2 separate regions of the Mus musculus genome follow, and region 1 is linked to region 2. A link is a contact called in public promoter capture Hi-C data. All regions are on one chromosome and are shown on one strand. The core of a region is the stretch at or near the end of the contact, and the rest is flanking DNA. Distances in the headings are between cores, read along the strand shown. Region 1 overlaps Ablim1 (actin-binding LIM protein 1). Region 2 overlaps Afap1l2 (actin filament associated protein 1-like 2).

The links. Capture Hi-C pulls out chosen DNA fragments and counts their contacts.
Region 1: a promoter capture Hi-C map of adipose tissue shows a contact between it and region 2. The contact joins two enhancer-like sites. A contact is called at or near these places in 3 of 484 Hi-C or Micro-C datasets (CD4 T cells, CD8 T cells and pre-pro-B cells), 2 of 115 datasets of contacts at active chromatin or transcription factors (embryonic stem cells and pancreatic cancer cells) and 2 of 9 other capture datasets (adipose tissue and liver).

The regions. Positions count from the first base shown.
Region 1 is chr19:57,187,382-57,190,081 of GRCm38.p6, forward strand. The region is part of intron 1 of Ablim1 (actin-binding LIM protein 1); the gene reads right to left. Among named protein-coding and RNA genes, the nearest start is that of Ablim1, 27 kb to the right of the region's middle. Within about 2 kb of position 1,395, at least 25 of the 459 cell types and tissues checked have an H3K27ac peak or open chromatin away from gene starts, as enhancers often do. A contact at or near this core is called in adipose tissue, where this site is marked.
Region 2 is chr19:56,928,229-56,930,928 of GRCm38.p6, forward strand. Afap1l2 (actin filament associated protein 1-like 2) reads right to left here. Exons shown (of 19, transcript NM_001177797.1): 6 at 1,828-2,033; 7 at 21-200. Among named protein-coding and RNA genes, the nearest start is that of Gm38597, 48 kb to the right of the region's middle. Within about 2 kb of position 1,368, at least 13 of the 459 cell types and tissues checked have an H3K27ac peak or open chromatin away from gene starts, as enhancers often do. A contact at or near this core is called in adipose tissue, where this site is marked.

The DNA.
Region 1 (2,700 bases), core at 145-2,644, 260 kb after region 2:
AGTGCCCATTCACTCACTGGCTCACTCAATGTTCAGTGGTAATTACTCGGGAGTAGATACAGTGTTGCAGATGCAAACTGAATCAACCACCAAGTCAGTTCCCTCTTTAAGAGGTTTACAGAACCCTAAAGGCTCATCTTCTCTGCTCCCTGTCCCATAAAGCCCCTTTCTCTTTCTTCAATACAAAATTCTTTGTTTCTTTGAGTCCCTACACAACACCTCTGTCTTCCACCTTTCAGGTTTTACCAGCATCCCTCCCAGCACTAACAACTTACTAAAGGTAAGAGCATCTCAGAGCTTCCATGGTACCCACAAACTGTGTGTCAGGTGGTGCACAGTGATAATTCCAGCACTTGGGAGACTAAGGCAGGAAGGTCAGAGTTCAAGGTCATCTTTCTGAGGATTTTTGAGGTCAGCCTGAGTTACAAGAGACCCCAAAATAGACAGCAAGTGAACAGATTACCACCCCCCCCAAAACCAACAGGAAACAGACTTCAATAAAATTGATTTGATCAAGGTCATTACTGGAATCACACTGCTGTAGTTCAAGCCTAGGCTGGGTCCTCTTGGTTAGCAAGAGCAGTGGGGCACATGCTCAAACCCACAGCCCAGCAGATTCCGTTCCTGCTATCAGATCCAATTCTCTTGACCCCTGACTGGCTACTGAGATGGGGACCTATGAAGAGGAGACACCCATCTAATGTGTCCACCATCTGTGGGGCCTTCTCTCTTCCCAGGGACCCAGAACCCCTGTTGTTTTTCTGGGGGCTTCTCAAATCTCTTTCCCATTTTCCATTGGGCATTCCAGTGGGGAATAGCCCTGCTGTTTTTAATATCCATCCGCTGTTCTTAGTCTCTCATAGTGTTTTAAATACGGAGCAGCAGAAAGAATGGAAAGGCAAAGGATACAGATGCCTTGGGTATAGACAGGATTTAGTAGCAATGAACAAAACACCCACGCTTTTAAAGTAATGTATTTCAGCTCTCCAAAGACTAAACAGAGAGTTGTAGCTTTGGAGAGCCAAACACCAAATGTATTGTCTTTTACCCAAGAGTTCCAGAGAACTCCGTCAACCCAGAAAGCATGGTCCCCAAACAGTAAATGATACCTGGAGAACGAGGCACCTGTGCATATTGTACACACCTGGATCACACCTGGACAACAGGTCACCTGCACATATCTGGTCACACTTGTATCGTGGCAGAAACCAATGCCTCCTTCCTTCAGTTACAATGAGCTCCAACACACCTCACAAAAACTACCTCACAATGCAATGGGAAGCTGGCCTACTGTCGGCTGCCATGCCAATAACTTCCACTCACTCTGTGCACACCCAGGATCAGGAAATGACAGCAGTTTCTTGGCTGCAAAGAGGTCACAGGAGGCTGGCTCTATTATGTAACACGGCTTTGCTCTACACGGCAGAGCCTCAGGCCAGTAGATGTCTCTTACTTTGTCTTTGTCACTTGGTCATTGAGCAAGATGAGGTTTTTCAGGGGGAATGGAGACATTAGTGATATAAAAATGAGGAGCCACCTGCAGGATCAATTCTTGTATCCACAGAAACTGTGGACCAACCACACGAGGTCAAAGTGTAGTTCCTGGACCAGGACCATAAAGATTCCCTGAACAGAGTCAGGCTCTGTGCTAGAACTAGGGGATCAGAAATTCTGGGGTTAGGGATTTAGAACTCTGAATTTCACAAGCTCCCCCCACCCCTGCTCCCCATCCCAGGAGGCTCTGCTTGCTAAAGTCTGAGGCTCCAACCCTGGACCACAGTTTCTCTGTAGGTGGCTTTTTGCTTTTTTGGTTTTGGGTGGTGGTGTTGCTAGCATCTTCCTTGATAAGCCTAAATTATTCAAACAAGTCAGCCTGCTTGATTATAGTGGGACCCAGACTCACTCCTGTTGCCCCTGGGTACAGTGGACCATAACAATATTAATCATGTCAGGACCTTAGCAACATGAGTCCTGTCACTCTGTGCGAAACCATGTTTCAGGGAAAAGAGATCATGAACAACAAATATTCACTCTCTACATGATTAACAAAATTTGCCCTTGAGTTCGAAGCTCCTGCCAGTGAGGGATCAACATTCCTCTGGGCCTGCATCGCCCACAGCTCCACACACAATGCAATGGGAAGCTGGCCTGCTGTCAGCTGCCATGCACCCAGACCAGCCCAACCACAATGGGAAGTGTTCCATGCCACTGGGATCAGTGAAACTTCTGGAAAATTCTCTGGCTCTTCAATGCTGGCTTTGGAAAATGGTTAGTGTTTCGACTTTGACACTGTCATGGGCCCCTCCTTCTCAGCCTACACTGAACTGTGACTGTGGTGCAGAGAAGCCACCACCTCAAAGTCCGTGCCAAGGCATGTCTCACGGTAGGGTGACCCCTCCCACCCCCTGCCTGCATGTCCTTTCTTCAAGAAGTTGGAAAATTCACCTTGTTCATTCTCTCTCTCTCTCTCTTTCTGTGTGTGTGTGTGTGTGTGTGTGTGTGTCAGTCAGAAGGTAACCTTGGGTCATGTTCACATACCATACATCTTGTGGGGGTTTGTTGTTGTTTCTAAGAAAAATTCTCTCATTTGACCAAAACTTGCCAAACAGGCTTGCTTGGGAGGCCCAGGGATCTACCTGTTTCTTCCCACTCAGGACTGGAATTGTGAGTGTGCCACCAGGCTCAGCTTTGTTTTACACG
Region 2 (2,700 bases), core at 118-2,617:
GCTCGGCCCATCCCACTTACCCGAAGCCACTGCTCAGCTTGGTCCTTGCTCTGCAGGCCCAGCACGATAACGTCAGCGTTCATCGGTGTGATCTTGAGCTTGTGTCCTTTCTTCCGCACTTGCTTCTCCTTGTGCACGACGCTGCTGCCCCGCAGGTTCACGTCCAGCTGAGGACTGTGGTCTTTGGACGATTTGTAGCACTGGAAGAGAAGGGATGCTATTTTGTACAGTGGTAGATTCTGCAAAGGAGAGACCCTTGGACACTGGAGTGCACCCCTCTCCTGCGTGAGCCTGATCTTATCTCTAAGTCATAGGGCTGGATACCCTAAGCAGGCCGGGGGCTTTAACCTCCATCAGTCTCAGTCTGTCTCTATGTCTGTCTGTCTGTCTGTCTGTCTGTGTCTCCTCTCCCTCTCCCTCTCCCTCTCCCTCTCCCTCTCCCTCTCCCTCTCCCTCTCCCTCTCCCTCTCCCTCTCCCTCTCCTTCAAGCTCTTTGTTCCTGACTTTGCCAGGGATGTTCCAGGACTTGCATTATTCAATGGTTCTCTATTTCTCTGGCCTCAGAGCAGGGGGCTCCTCAAATACAGCCGTGTGCCACTTAGTGACGTTCTAGTCAGTGATGGAGTGCAGTGATATACAGTGGCTTCCTAATCTTGTATCCCTCAATGGCACAGTTGTCTTTGTTTGAGTAAGAACAAACTATGACACTAACTATGACATCACCTAAGGACATGTTTCTCAGAACGCATTACCTAAGTGACACAGGACTCTCTGTCCCCTGTAGACAGGATTCACTTCTCCACAGTAGGACACATGTTTATTCTATTTCTCTACCTCTCTGCATGCCTTAGCTTTTTCAGCAGAAGATCCACTGGGCAGGAAAGCCAAGCTATGGTCTAGCTTACCAGGCAACAGAACTCTAAGGAAGGGACCATCATCCTCTATCAGAGAAGACATGTTGCCCTTCGGTCTCTTGTTGTAAAATGAACAGCAAGGCAAGATGACCCAAAACAACATCTGAACTGAGGTAGACATATTGTGACCAGAGGAAAGATATTTATAAAGACCGTGTGAGATTATAGGTCAGGGCACAAAGCTGTCTGTTTTTGTTCTGTTTTTGAGATAAGGTTCTGCTGTGATGCCCAGTCTGCCCTACAGTCCTGAGACCCAAATTATCTTGCCCCATACTCTAGAGCAGCTGACCGACCACACCTAGTGAATTTTAATTTAAAATGTCAGGAAATGGGGCTATTGTCAGAGTCCAGTCTCTGGTTCCTCTACAGGTTTTTGACTTAGAATGGGTGGCTCTGAGTTTTGTAATTCTTGGGACAGTTCCAATAGTTCTCAGCTTGCTCAGACCAAAGCAGCAGCCAGAACTGGGGCTGGAGCTGAGCTGAGGAAGCCACTGGGGACGATGTAGCTCTCCAAAAAAGGAGGATGCACAGAGGCCATGTGTTGGCACATGTCTGTGATGCCAGCCCTAGAGATGCTGGGGCAAGAGGGTGACAAGTTCAAGGCCTGTCTGGGCTGCATGGCGAGACCCTGCCTCACCCCTGCCCCTGCCTTAAAACAAGCAAGATGCAAGGGATGGGGTGGGGACAGCAACTTTCCTGCTATGAGAGTTTAATTAAAAACTACTCTATCTTCCTAATTCAGGCAAAATACATTAATCTTCATTTGCAGGATTTTGAACATTATCTTAAGCTAGGGAAATGTTAAACTCTCCTGATATCAAAGGTTCTAACCTCCCCCAGTGTCTTATGGGGAGTAAGCCCCCTCTCCCACAGCCCCTCCCCCCATACCCCAATAGAGAAGATAAGGACTGACCAAGAGCCTGGTGTCCCTGATCACACAGAGCTGCTTGGCCCACTGGCCTAGCCACTTCTTGCGCCACAGGAAGGCACAGATGCGGGCATCACGCATCAGCTCAATGCTGGCCTCGGGCGAGGGCCACTGGTAGGGGGCAGCCTTGCCTTTGCTGTTCTCGTCCTCATCGTAGGACTCGTAGGAGCTGCTCACAGCCTCTCCATCCTCTGCAAGGAAGATCCACCCAGTCAGTCAGGGCCCAGCTGGGCATGAGTATCTATCTGCACATAAGCAACATGAAGAAGGCAGCAAGCAGAACAGCTGGAAACCCCAGGCTGCCACCGCCCCAGCCCTCCCATCCTTGAAACAGCTCAATGGCTTTCCATCCCAGCCCACTTGAAGAAACTTCTCAGACGCTGACTCGGACTGTCTTCATCAACTCCACCAATAACCCCAATGAGCTGCAACCGCCCTGCAGATGAGCTGCACCCTTGCCCTGTGGGCCTCTGGCTCCTCGGCCAATGGAAATTCCAGCTTCCAGGCTGGGTCTACATCTTCCCTAGGTCTAGGAGGGGTCTGTCTCTTCAGAGGGTGGGGGGGGGGAGAAAAAAGGCCACATAAGCCATAGCAGAAAGTGGCTTTTCCAGAAGTGGCTGTTTCCCATGTTTAGGGCATGGTAGTACATAGTTTTAACCTCAGTATTGGGGAAGCAGAGGCAGATGGAGATCTGTGAGCCCCAGGCCATCTTGGTCTATACAGTAAGCCCCTGTCTCAAAAGGAAAAACAACAATAACAAAACACTGTCCTGGATCCTGGTCAAAACCCTTCTTAACAATTCTGTTCATTCCCCAGGTCATGGTCCCCTCACCTACTTGGAACTGCCCTGGGCTCCTG